Regions from separate parts of the Sus scrofa genome. Here region 1 is linked to region 2. A link is a contact called in public Hi-C data. All regions are on one chromosome and are shown on one strand. Each heading gives the region's core, a stretch centred on a gene start, on an enhancer-like site or on the middle of the called end of the contact. The rest is flanking DNA. Distances are from core to core; before and after follow the strand shown. Region 1 overlaps PCCA (propionyl-CoA carboxylase alpha chain, mitochondrial). Region 2 has its middle 57 kb from the start of ZIC5.

The links. Hi-C and Micro-C count contacts between places; a contact is called where the count stands out from the background.
Region 1: a contact with region 2 is called in a Hi-C map of epiblast stem cells, with 2.1 times the contacts expected there. The contact joins two enhancer-like sites. A contact is called at or near these places in 9 of 47 Hi-C or Micro-C datasets (embryonic fibroblasts, epiblast stem cells, mesenchymal stem cells and 4 more).

Annotation. Positions count from the first base shown.
Region 1 is chr11:69,263,356-69,270,326 of Sscrofa11.1, reverse strand. All of the region lies in intron 21 of PCCA (propionyl-CoA carboxylase alpha chain, mitochondrial), which reads right to left. Among named protein-coding and RNA genes, the nearest start is that of GGACT, 83 kb to the left of the region's middle. Within about 2 kb of position 2,931, at least 3 of the 83 cell types and tissues checked have an H3K27ac peak or open chromatin away from gene starts, as enhancers often do. A contact at or near this core is called in epiblast stem cells, where this site is marked.
Region 2 is chr11:68,769,518-68,776,714 of Sscrofa11.1, reverse strand. No RefSeq gene overlaps it. Among named protein-coding and RNA genes, the nearest start is that of ZIC5, 57 kb to the left of the region's middle. Within about 2 kb of position 3,869, at least 8 of the 83 cell types and tissues checked have an H3K27ac peak or open chromatin away from gene starts, as enhancers often do. A contact at or near this core is called in epiblast stem cells, where this site is marked.

The DNA.
Region 1 (6,971 bases), core at 1,682-4,181, 490 kb before region 2:
GCCTTCAAAATATGAATTTGGGGAAAGTATCTTCCTACACGGAGAAGAGGACGACTTATCACATTTCACCATGGCGGATACCTTCCGAACTAACTTCAGCTACATCGCAAATAAGTCTTAATATAAATAAAGTGCTAAGCTTGTCCCAGGCTCCATTTCGCCCCAGAAATGACAAGATCCTGACTAAAACTGGATCCTTTGACTATTTTTATAATTTTCATATCTTCTGGATTCCTTTCTCTGTAGGACTCCTGCTTGGCTTGGAAAGAGATGTAAAGGAATCACAGAACTCAGTGCCTTTAGATGCGGTCTTTGTTATTGATGAGATGTTCCTTTTCCTTTTGTATTTGTTTATTGTTCTTAAATCTGTTTGGGGGATAAGCGACTTATTGTAATCACAAGTAAAAAATAACAACGGCGTAAATGCCTCAGGAGAGGCCCTGTTGGAAAGAGTTGGCTTAGACATGACCTTTCTGAATAGAAAAAGAGGGGCCGGAGAGAAGGTTCTCTTTTTAAGACTACCTTTGATGTTGTCCTGACCCCTTTGGCATGCCCACACAAACACGCCTTCTTAAAACAACCTCTTGGCTCGCCCGTGCCAGGATGGGAGCTAAGTGGAGAGCAGCATATGGGCCCATCAGAATGAAGTGCCTAGTGAGAACTGTAAAAGCTTTTTGATGCCCCAGAAAAGAAGTCATTTAAGAATGTACACTAGGGCTTTCAAAGCTTATGATCAAAACTGCTGTTTATTGGTTCTTCGGAATTCTTAGAGGACACGGGGCAGAGAGGTTCGAGATTTCAGGAGAACGCCCTGTGCCGCGTGCAGTTTGATTTCATGCGAGGTATTTGACTGTTTCTGGTGGGTTCTGCAGAACTTCCCCGGAGAGTCTCGATTTTAAGTTGTTGTTACGGTTTTCAAGCAGATGAACCACCATGTTTTGGCGGCTGGAGGCCAAGGTGTTCAAGGCTCGCTGGCAGGACAGAGAAGCACAATCTAGGTTGACCCAGGCCATGACAAATGTCTGCTTGAGGATGATAAGTCGCTTGCTGGTGGGAGCTGAGAGGGCACCTCGCCCTGCGGGTTTAGGGAGACGCCTCCAAACCACAATCAAATGAAAACACACGGCACAGCATGAGCAGAGCAGAGAACAGGTGCCCCGGGGCTCGGGCTCCGCGGCCCATAGGCACCAACAGCTGGGCAAAGGCCGTACCTGATACCTAATTACGGGCCAACGACCCTGGCCCCGGTTTCTAAGCAAGCTAATTTTGTGGTGTCTGCCATGTAAAACCATGTCTAAGGAGAAAATTTCTCCCAAAAACTTCAAAGGAAAGAAGGAAAAATCACACCAGGCATAAAAGCATCAGGACGAAAAGCGCAAGAGCTGGATGATTCAAAGCAACACAATGGCATTGTTTTAACAATGAACATACAGCTCTCAACGAGGGAAAGGACAGAGGCGGAACGGTGGGGGGCGGAGTCCAGTGGATTCTTGGGGTGAAGGGGGGGCCAGTCATGGTTCTGTGGGGGGGGGGACGCTCTGTACCAGAACTTGGTTAAACACCCGAGGGGCCTCTGCTTAAGCACCCTGCTCGGCGCCTGGGGCAGCGGCGGGCCATCCCCACCCTGTGGACACACGGCACCCAGATGGTCATCAGGAGCCCCATCTGCTGTGGTGTGTGAGTTCAGCCTGTGCCCCTCCTCTGGGAGCTTAAACCAGGCCTTTCCCAGGCCTCCAGAGCCACCGGTGGTTTGACGCATCCCACGCGCTCACGCGCTTCGAAGATTCAGGGGCCCGAGGGCGCCGCGGACGTGTTTCCAGTTTGTTGACATGTTTTTCCAGTTGGCATTTCAGAGCCTCTTAAAGCAGGCTCAGCCCCACGTTTCCTACCCGTGTCGTTCCTCCCGGAACAAGGAACATATATATGCGCAGCTGAGACCCTGCTGATGTTTCTTCGCGTCCACCGAGGGCCCTCTCGGCCATCACCGGGTCAAGGGTCAGTGGTGACACTTCGCTGTCATTTTCCATCAGTTACCTTAACATCCGGAAGCACTGGCTTCATGCTGAACACCAACCCTCACTGAGAAAGGTGCAAAACGTCCCTTCTTCAAACCCATGGACCTCTCCTCCAAGTTTTCTACCTTCCATCCCAAGGGTCTCCAATGTGCAGCTGTGTCTTCATTGCCACAGCAGGGCGAGCTACCACACAACTATTCCTCTCGAAGTCTGCTTTCCTAACTCTGAGCCAGAGATAAATTGTCATGGCTTTAAAGGGACAGAAATGGGTAGCGGCAAAAATGACGTCTGTGTGTGACTGGGTCACTGTGTTGTACAGCAGCAGCAATGATCACAGTCTTGTAAATTAACTCTACTTCAATAAAACTTAAAAAATGAGGCACCTTGGGGAGTTCGCGCTGTGGCACTTTGAGTTAAGGCTCTGGTGTTGCCACAGCTGTGGTGCAGGTCACATCTCTGGCACGGATTTAATCCCTGGCCCAGGAACTTCCACATGCCACGAGGGTGAGCAAAAAAGAAAGAAAAAGACGCGTCTTGGAAAACACCAGTGCTTCAGAAAAGTAGAAAAAAGAGGCACAAAATCTAAAGCGTTCAGGTGAAATCAGAACTGTCATTCAACCTTGTGTTCCACTCCTAAGCGCTTTATGAGCCACTCAATTCACACAACGCATGGGTTCGAAGCCAGGCAAAAGACATTCCCCTCTAACTCCAGCACCGGGCCTACAAAACCAAACCAACAAACATGTCCCGGAAACAATCCTAAAAGCATTCAGAATGAAGGCCCATCGCTGTCTTCCTGGAGGTACCAGCTAGGCGAGGCAGGTGACAGGAACAGACAGCAGTTAGAGTGCCTGGTACAGCTGCAGTCACCGGGCAGCCTGTTAGCATAATGCTGTGACATCTCCATCGGCACAGTCTCAAGGTAGCTGTCAATCAGGATGCATCATTTAATCCAACAGCACTCGGAGGACTGTCTCTGACAACCCCCATGACAGCATATCTACAGCTCTATTTATATCAGCGACCGCTTGTGTTTACAATGCTGTTGTAATTAGAAAAGATGCAACAGGCAGCAATATTATTGAGATCTCCATTTTGCAGGATTGCCCTGTAAAGTGTGATCTTGCTTCACAGAGTCACGCGAAATGACAAAAGGCTATTTTCTTCAATCTCCCAGCTCAGACAGCGCTTCATTTGCAGCTATCTGTAATTAGATTAATGGTCTAGTGTAGTACAAAGCAGGCCCACTTCACATCAGATAGCATATGAATTAGGACAAACACTTATTTCAATTCCAGGCAGAGAAAGCAATGACTGGGGTATTTAGCATACCCTTTATGGTGGAATGAGATGTTAATTGTGTACCATTACCTCTAAACTGCTTGCTTGTTGTATAAATCACTGTGCTAATTGATGCAGAGATAGAAATGTAGCCACAGGCAAGAAAGCAAAGGAATGAGGGCTGAAGATGGTGGATAAAGGATTATCGAGGAAAACCATATGGAGATGAGGTTCCTTTGAAACCTTTCCCGCTGCCCAGGAGCAGGATTTCTTAAAAGTACAGAAAAACTCTGGCACCACGAAAGAAAATTTCGTTTTTCCACATTTCTTTTTAAAAACACAAATTTCTTTGACAAGTTCCCGGCTGCCAGAAATCCAAACAAGAGGTGGGTGGGATTAATCTGCATATACCTAATAAAAAAACAAACAAACCAAAAAAAACACGGAGTTTTCCAACAGCCAGAGTGCCCTGAGTTTTTGGCTCTCCGGTTATTAAGTGAACTCGGAAACTACCTCAAGCGGATGTTTCTGTTACATCCACGGGGCAAAAAATACACTTCCCCCAAGACTTGAAGTTGTTCTTGGGGACCCAAACAGAACACAACACAAAAGTGTGCTGGTTTGGGTGTGTGATGAGACTTCAGTGATGCACTGGCTGAGGATGTGAATCCAACAGACGAGAACCATTTTCATCCGCCATTGAAACAATGGCAATACCACCCCCCCACAACCTGACCGCTTCCGCTCATGATTTCACATCCACAGGAAGGAACGAGAAAGGTCTTTTTTTTTCCTTGTTTTTTACCCCCTGAAACTGGCAAAAAATAAGAATAAACAAAAGCACATAGTAATTGAAAATGCTGCTCCTCCTTGTCAAAATGTCCTATTCAGCACTCGACAGCTCTTCTTAGGGTAAAGGGAGCATCTCAGAAGCCCAAATATAGACACCAAATGCTCTGCTCCAGAAGCCCAACTGTTCAAGGTCCATGGATAAACGTGCTCTTCCGAAGCTCATAAATCGAGTGCGTGCACCCGTGTATGTGTTCACAATTTTTTTTAATAGCAAAGCAACAGCAAGGTGCAAATTACTGCTGTGCACTTTTTCACAAATTCAGCTGCTTAGTAATTAGCACTGTTATAACAAAACTTTACACAGAGAACAAATACAGTGGGTCAGTTAATAGCTCAAATTCTCAGCTTCAGAGTAACAGTTAATATATCCATCTACTGCAAATGCACACTTAAGGACTACTACACACGGCTTAGCCTTGGGAAATATGAAAGCCATATTCACGTGTGAGATAATAAAACCAGGTCCCAAGAAACCAGGACGTCTGGTTCAAGTTATCGCCCCTGCAACTTGGGTGGGGGGAGTCTAGAGAGCCTTGGCTGGGGCAACAGAACACCTGTACTGCAACTGCAAATTCAACAGTTTAAGGTTTGGGTCATTATGCGAAATAATGCTTTGAAAGAAAAAAAAAAAAAAAAAAAGACTATGAGGAAACATCAAGGGCCCTTGAAATGGAAACAAATGCCTGCAAAATAAATAGCTCGAGCTACCCGGAAACAACACCTCCCAAGCGTGCAGCGAAAGGACAGAATGGAAATGCACCGACGAAAAGATCTGGAGGCGGCGTCAGGTGCTCCCACCCACTCGTCACTTTCTTGGACCATTTAAACCAGAGCAGCAGAGCCCACAGCAAACCGCCAACAGGCCCCTCACTTGCCGGTCAGCGATGCTGGTGTTAACAGGAGAAAATATATGGTTTCTGATATTGCGGCCCAGCTCCTCAGCATTCGCTCCCTTTAATTGAAAAAGGCAGTTAAACACAAAGTAAATCATTCAGTCAGGTTCGCTGTTTAAGGACATGTAATTGACAATGTCGATACGCCGCGGTGACATAATGTGCCACTTTCAACACGTCCGCCTGCATTTATGAATCAATCCATCCTCGGGGTTTCATTTTTTAACTGCTGAGTTGGTTCTTGAACTTCAGCGCGTCACAAAAGAATCTCGACAGCCGTGAGCAGCAACCTCTCTAAGGGCAGTTTCGGAGAATCACAAAAATAGAGATGGGAGGAAAATTCCGACAAAACCACGAAAACGTGTGAAGTCATTTCAGCAGCTCATCTTCCAAAATTCTGGCTAAAATAGGGAAAGGTTTCCAGAAACGAACAATTACCTTCAGGCTAACAGCAGACCCTTGGATGAAGTGGGTCTGTATGTATCTCCAGCTAGTTCCTAAAAGACACCTTCCCCAGAGAGGAACATACAGGGAGGACTGTCAACCATACAAAAATCTAACCTCATTTTTCTTATTGCGTTTCTTAATCGGAAACACCAGGGTCCTGCAATTCTAATATCCTAAGATCAGCAACTTTTCCTTTTGCACAATAGTGCTGAAAATGAAATTAAACATTAAATCCAGCCCTTAATAAAAGGATTTATTTCCCCGGTGGGGCCCCACTGAGGTTACTTTCCTTGTCATCTGAAATGCTTGTGTCTTAATATGGACCCAAAAATGATAGAAAAGAAAACAAAAAGCAAAAACCCTCCTGTACAGGGAGCCAGCCTCATTCCTGGTCCCAGGGAAGGGACTAAGAGAGCAAGTCACCAGTGGGTCCCAGCAAGCGTCTCTTACCGCAGCAGCCTCCTCGGAGCTGGGCGCGTGGGCCGCTGTGTGCAGGTGGCCCGCATAGAGGGGCCCAGCCTCTGCCTCGCCCAGGTGCCCAGCTGTCTACCATACGGCACAAAGGTAATTTGCTGGGATAAGTGGCACTTTGCCGTCCACAAAGGCAAGTCCATTGACAAGACCCTGTACAGAACTCGCGACCAGAACGCGTGCCTTCTGCTTGCTCCGGAGCCTCCGTGACACACTATGACCATAATGAGTCATTTCTTTCTTTTTTACACCAGAAAAATATTATAGATCTTTGAAAGCCTTCTACTCAATTAAGTAACGATACCAACCAACATCTGTTAACAGTACAGGCTGCTTCCATTCTGAGTCCTCAATTGTTTTATGTAATTACGCGTTTATAAGGTATGTGGTAAAGCAGTAAGAAGGTACCTTTTCAAAGCACTATATAATTTAGGGTACAATGAAACGCTCTCTTGAAAATCTATAATGAGGGCAGCATCAGCTTACAGGAAAGTACAGGAAATGTTATAAAAACACAGTTATGTAAAGAAGCACACAGGCGGGGAAGGGCCCCGTTTTGCCATGTCCCCCTTCCTTGCTCCTTCCCTTCTGTGGGACCCGTTCTGTGCTGCTCTCAAGTGAGAGTGCCGCTGTCTGCAGAGTACAGAGTAAGCAGAAGACCTTGGGGAACCGGGCCTTCCCTGGCAAATTCCTCAGCGCCGGCCTGGAGCCCAGAGGCCTGGGAGGTGTGCAAATGCCAGGAGCTCTTCGATAACACCTTGACTTCATAAGGATTTTTTATTTTTATTTATTTAGGCCACACCTGTAGCATACGGAAGTTTCCAGGCCAGGGATCGAATCCAAGCCACTGCTCTGCCATACCAGACCCTTCCTGAACCCAGTGCACGAGGCTGGGGATAAAACCGCACCTCCACGGCAGCCCAGGGTGCTGCAGAGACAATGCTGGATTCTTAACCCCCTGTGCCACAGTGGGAATTCCTAGGAGGATTTTTTAAATGATAAAGTATTTTCA
Region 2 (7,197 bases), core at 2,620-5,119:
GTTTGGCCTTCCTCGTGGTATTGTGTCTCCTATGCTTTGTGTTTTCCATACTGTGAACTTTGAAGGAAAGAATTACATTTTACTATGTATAAGTACTTGACACATAGGAGCAGCTGAAATACGAGTATTGACTATTAGTTGTATGGTCTCAGAAATCAGTCACATTATATTTGAGTCATTTTTTATTTGTGTGTCTGGCTCTACCACTAGTGTGAGTCTTTAGCCTTTTTTTTTTGGTTTTTCTGGGGCCGCACCCATGGCATATGGAGGTTCCCAGGCTAGGAGTCCACTTGGAGCTGTAGCTGCCGGCCTACACCACAGCCACAGCAACACAGGATCTAAGCGGAGTCTGCGACCTACACCACGCTCACAGCAATGCCAGATCCTTAACCCACTAAGGGAGGCCAGGGATTGAATCCACGTCCTCATGGATGCTAGTCGGGTTCGTTAACCACTGAGCCAGGACCTGAACTCCTAGAGTGAGCCTTTAGGAGTGGGGTGCTGAGTTATTGTTCTATGTCCCATCTAACACAAAAGAGAGACCTCTCCTTTGTCCATCAATGCATTACTGATTCATTCAACGAATGTCAACAGCAAGCACTGTGCTAGGTGCTAGGAATGAACACAGTAAATACATTTTCTGTCTCTGGTTTAATTCCAACCTCATAAAAATATAGAAAAATGACGCTGACATTGTTTAAATTTGACACACTTGTCTATTTTTCAAAGAATACTACTGCTTATTGCAACTTATCAGTTCCCCCCTTTCCATACTGTGTGATGAAGTCAAGTTGCAAACAGTTATTTTATTCCTCTTTTTTAAAAAAATTGGCCCTGCCTGCAGCATGCAGAAATTCTCGGGCCAGAGACTGAACCCGCATCACAGCAGCAACCTGAGCCAGAGCAGTGATTATGCCAGACCCTTAACCCACTGCATTATCAGGGAACTCCTATTTTATTCCTATTTTATTTACTAGGAGCCTTGTTGCTCATCTTAGATCTAATAGTTAAACGTTAGAAGAAGAGAAAGCCCTTTCCACGTGGAGCCGATGGAATGATTCTTGGGTTCCTGCAATGTGAGGCTGGGCTGTTTCGTCCCCTTTTGTTACATGCAAAGCTCGAAGCTTTAGGAGTTCCCGTCGTGGCGCAGTGGTTAATGAATCCGACTAGGAACCATGAGGTTGCGGGTTCGATCCCTGGCCTTGCTCAGTGGGTTAAGGATCCGGCGTTGCGGTGAGCTGTGGTGTAGGTCACAGACGCAGCTCGGATCTGGTGTTGCCGTGGCTCTGGTGTAGGCCTAGGCCGGCGGCTACAGCTCCGATCAGACCCCTAGCCTGGGAACCTCCATATGCCGTGGGTGCGGCCCTAGAAAAGACCAAAAAAAGAAAAAAAAGCTCGAAGCTTTATTAAGTGATGACAGATAGTGCACTTGGCTTCTGGTATTTCTTGGAAGGCTGGTCTATAGCCTGCTGCTGGGAAGTGGGAACAACTCCACAAATGGCCAGGGGAGCCCCCCTCCCTCCAAACTGCCCTTCACACCAGGTCCAGGTGTGTAAACAGAGCAGACTGGCCTCCGCCCTGGGAGAAGGCATCCCGAGGCTGGACAGCTGCAGTGCAGGAGCACAGGCTTCAGGAGCTCTTTCTCCACCGCCGAGGCAGTGTCTGAAAAATTCCCTCGACCGCTGTTCTAATTCTCCGAGGCTGCTAACTGCATCAAGATCTCTACTTAAGGAGAAGGAGCAGGAGCTTCCCAGTGCCCACAGGGCGTGGGGGGTGGGGCGACTGGGAATCACTTTCTTGCCAGTCAGGGTGCAGTTGGTGACCTGACACAGCCGAGCCCATTGTCCCTGTGACAAGAAGTGACGTGGTGCCCAGGGCAGGAGGAGTCCTTGGAAGCCGGTACCCCAGTCCTGGCCCCAGGATGCTTCAGATCCTATGAAAACTCCCCGCTGGGGCCTCTCTACTCCGGGCCTTCTAGGTGTAACCCTAGAATGATCAAAAGCGGTGGTTTCAAATGTAGATTTTGTTTGTAATTAGCTCCAACTTGGTTTAACAATTTTGATACATCTTTAATGAGAAGTTTGGAAATGCAAAAAAGGGAAAAGACAAAGTAAAAATGATCAGTAGTCTTGACATCCTAAAACAGAGATTGCTGCCATTGAGGTGTATTTTCTTCTAATGCGATTTCTTTTTAACCGACTTGGGACCACACTGTAACATTAGCAGCTACCGTACCGTATGTTGAGAGCCTGCTATGTGCCAGGTACTCTTCTGAGCACGAACTCACTGGTGTCTCACAGCAATCCTACTCGATCGGGCTACGGTTATCACACTTCACAGATGATAACACCGAGGCACAGACAGGCTACCTCCTTGCCGAAGGTTAGCCAGCAGGAGCAGCAGAGCCCAGGCCGGCCAGCTCCAGACTCTGCATATACAGCTTGGTGTCTGTTTTTAAACTTTCTATGAAAAGGTTTCTTTCTTTCTTTTTATAAAGAAGAAGTTCTTTTTTAAATTAAAAAAATTTTATTTGTCTTTTTAGGGCCACACCTGCAGCATATAGAAATTCCCAGGCTAGGGGTCGAATTGGAGATGTAGCTGCTGGCCTCTGCCACAGCCACAGCAACACTGGGTTCTTAACCCACCGAGTGGGGCCGGGGATTGAACCTGTGTCATCCTAGATACTAGTTGGATCCATGACCACTGAGCCACAACAGGAATCCCTTAAAAGGTTTTTATTTTTCTCTTCAGAAACAAGCTTTGTGGCTAATATTTCATCAGGTTCCCACGGCCCCCATACCTCTCTAATTTAAATGACGGGACTGTGAGTTGTCTTTGTGAATGAGGCTTTTTCTATATTTAGGATGATAGAATTGCCCAGATCCAGATGTAAAAGGCACAGCTGGATGACAAAGTAAATGACAGTAAGTCTGTTGATGCCCATTGCTGAATACTTCCCAGGAGAACTGTACCAGTCACGCTGCCACCAGCCTTGTGGATTCCAGGCCTTGGAGGTTATCACCCAAAAAATGATTTAGGAGATCCAGTTGTGGCCCAGTGGTTAGCGAACCCGACTAGCATCCAGGAGGACGCGGGTTTGATCCCTGGCCTCACTCAGTGGGTTAAGGATCCGCCATTGCCGTGAGCTGTGGTGTAGGTAGCAGACATGGCTTGGATCTGGCGTGGCTGTGGCTGTGGCTGTGGCGTAGGCTGGCGGCTTCAGCTCCGATTGGACCCCTACCTGGGAACCTCCATATGCCATGGGTGCGGCCCTAAAAAGACAAAAAAGATAAAGCTTGATTGTCAAAAACCTTACATGATTACTTTAAATTTTCTCTGGCCCAGTGTCTTACCACTCTTGTAATAATATAATAATAATAATGAACTTTAGCTCTCACCCAAGTTCTCATTTTTGCCCAGACTTATTTTCTTTACCTCTAGTTATCTTAAAGCAGCGACAAAATGAAATGGCAACACACATTTTTCTGAGTAGGAGCAGACAGTGAAATAAGCAAGGGCAAGCTTTTCAGCCGTTCTCTTTGCCATTAATGTTTTTTAATCTTTTTATAAACATTCTTTTTGTATGGCTCCATGAGAATCTACCTCTAAGACACTTTGAGATTTCTTCCCTTTTTATTCCTTTTTCCAGTCTCAGACCTGGAGCAGCGCTCTTGGTTAATTTGCATGTCTGTTGTAAAGGATTAGGAAGAGTAATTAGAAAAGAATGGGGGGGGGGTTGCAGAATAAGAAAGGCCCGCCCCGCCCCGCTGCTTTCGTTTCTGACCGAACCACTGATACAGGGGCCTAGGGCCAGCCCGGGAGTTCCCTCTTAGCCCATCACTGACGCAGTGACGTCACTTAGCCCAGGCACACAACAGAAACTCAATTAACGTCCGCTGGAGCAGAGAATCCTTGCACGCATTCTGCGTAGGTGCCACGTATTAACACACCGTCTCTCGCAGCAGCTCCACAGCTTTAATCTGCATCGCAGCGTTAAAAAGGGTTTGCATCTGTGATCCCAGGTCCTGGCCTTATTAGGATCCTAGAGGAGTGGCCAACAGAGGTCTTTCAGCCCAGGGCAAATCCTTGAGATCAAAGCTTCCAGGATCTCTCCCGGGAGGTCCTCTGGCTGGAGCGCCCCCTTTCCTTTCCTTTCCTTTCCCCTCGCGACCCGCCAGCGCGCCCTCCTTGAGGGGAAGGGGGAGAAGGAGGACGAGGAGTGGGAGAGGTGAGGGAGGAGCTGGTCTTGGGGGAGGCGGGCGAGAGCCAGCGTTTACACAGCCGGCCCCAAGGCTTCTCACCAGAAGGAGCCCTTGCTCTTCGCGCGGCCTCCCTTGCCCTCGAGAGGGAGAGGCCGTCAGAGACGGTAGCAAAGCTCCCTTCGCCTTCAGGGGACTCACTCGGATGAGCTGCTGTTTGTCTCTTTGGTTCTGTTTTTATAAAAATGGTACAGGGTAAAGCTCCATGGTTCAAATGTTTTGAGATCGTCAGATGACACTGGGACAAATGTATGTATTTTAAATATATGTAAGAAAAATGAATTCACAGAATACTAGTCATGAAGCAGGACACTGCCAGTGAAGAGGGCAAACTTTTAAGTAAAGCCGCCATCCACACAAGGGTACCGTCTTTTAAGAGGCAAATGTGAGGACTTCCCGTTGTGGCTCAGCAGTTAGCAAATCTGACGAGCATCCATGAGGATGCAGGTTGGATCCCTGGCCTTGCTTAGTGGGTTAAGGATCCCGCGTTGCCAGGAGCTGTGGTGTAGGTCGAAGATGCAGCTCAGATCTGGTGTTGCTGTGGCTGTGACGTAGGCCAGTAGCTACAGCTCCAATTGGGCCCCTAACTTGGGAACCTCCATCTGCTGAAGGTGTGGCCCTAAAAATACCCTCCCCAAAAAAAGAAAAAAAGTTAAATGTGAGATAGTTCAAGGCTTTGACTATTCCAGCCTTTTCCAAGATCTGTCAGGGATGTCAATGTGCATAAAATTAGAAAGCATATCACATGGGAAAAATCAGTCAAAAAAAATCTTACAATTTGTGTGGCTCAAAGGATAATTAGGGAAACTTGAGTGAGCTTGCTTTTTAAAGTTTCGCCTGGCCAGGAGTCCCCAAAACATGTTATAGTATTATTCCTTAGACTTCAAATGTAAACGCCATATTGCAACTTTTAGAGTTGTGTTTGGGTGTTTCTCTTTTTAATCTGCAAAATGATGGTTCAGACTAGAGTATTTACTAAACGTCCACCAGGCAATTCGAATATGCAGCCCACATCCAGATCTTTGGCATAGGTGACCTGGAAAGGCCTTCTTTGGCACCAAAATGCTGTGATTTCTAGAATTTTAAATTTTATTTATTAGCAATTTTACATTTTAAATTAAAATACATAAGATAATCAGATTCACCTAGCAGATAATTCTACTTACAAACATCTTCCTAAATTCAGAGGTCTCGCAAGTCCTAAAATGAAGCTTACTTCATAAGTGGCCCAACTCTCATGAAATATTTTGGGCAGAGCTTATGAATTTGGAAAATGTATGTTTGTTCCACATTCCAATATTGCCAAATGAGTTTAAGTTAATACCCTGTCCCCAAATATTTTTCACCTTTGAGAGTCAAGATGTGGTCCAAGTTTTTAATTTCCAGGGGAAAATCAGAAGGCTCAAATGAAAATGTTTATGGATAAAGAGAGATGAGAAATGAAGATATTGAATCTTTGCCATCAGCATGGGATGACAACTGTGTGTGTGTGTGTGTTCACACATGAGCCTCTGCTGGGATCCGCGAGGAGCAGCTGATGTTGGGGGAAGTATCTCATAGAAACTATAGGGACAGATGGTGGCGGACTGTAGCCATGGGACCAGCACGTTACTGCCTGCAACCCAGGAACCCTTCTTACTGAAGACTATGTGCCCAGAACCATCAAGTTGGAAAATGTAGTTCAACTGGAGACAGTTTTTGTTTTCTTGTTAGGAAACCTGGGCTCCCACACTCAGAACTCAGATGACTATATTCTGAGGATCTCTGGCAAAGCCATGTGAGTTTGAAGCCTCTCCACGAATGTGTCAGGAGACAGAATGATCCAAGTTTGCTATTTAGATTAGAAATACGTGTGAAAGAAGTAAGGTTACCATCAGAAATGTGCATTTCTAAAGATATTCATTTGAAAGTTTTGAAAAAAGAAAAGCTCATGCCCTGGGGCTTCTGGGAGTATGTACAAAATACAATAATTAAATTAAGTCCAGCAGTTAAAATTCCTCATAAAAAGAAAAAGCTGGAGCGCTTCCCAATGGGGAAATGCTTGACTTAAAAGAAAGGTTTTACTCTGTGGCCTGAAGGTCAACAAACTGGGACTCTGTGGGAATGTATAAAATTTCTTAAAGGGGTTCTCTGAGCTTTGTTTTGTCGAAAGAAAATAAAAGAGTAAAAAGGGACAAGTTTTGAAAATTCAAAAAATGAAGGTGTAGTCCTAAAATCATCATGATTTTTACAAATGCAGCACTGGAGGCTATGAAAACACGCTCTCTCTTCTGAGAACTAATGCAACACATATGCTCTTGGAGAAGGAAGGAAAAAGGCCAATGGCGCCTTGTGAACAAACTGTTTTCAAATGTGCTCATTTTCAGAGGCAGTGCATGCAAATTCATGACCCATTCATTTGCTACTTATTTTGAAAATATTCACCTTAAGTAGTTTCACAAATATGTGTCACAATGTAAAATTCCTTAGATGATGCAAAGACTGACTGGTTTCTTAAAAAGGTCTTTATGAAGCGAAGTTGTGAAAAATGATTTTGGGGGGGTCACACCCTCAGTAATCTAAAATGGAATGTTTATCATAATTTGAAAATACCTGTTTCTGTAGTCATTTACTGTTACCTTTCTGATAATGTCCTCCCCCCAAAGAAATAAGAAGTCAAATTTTATATTCTTAAACTTTGTTATTTATAAGCATCATTCTGGGTTCCCACATGAATTTCAGACTGCATTCTCAAATAACTTCTACTAAAACGTAGAGAACCCGAAACCAGTTTGCCAGATTCTCATCTTCTTTATCACTTACATAGAATCTGAATGCTGGCTCTGCATTAAGACAGCATGATCAAATGTAGGACATTAGAAACAGCAGCTTTGGCAGCACTATTTAATTTACTGAATAATTAGCAGCCTTGCTGACATTTCTATGTTGATGCCCAAAG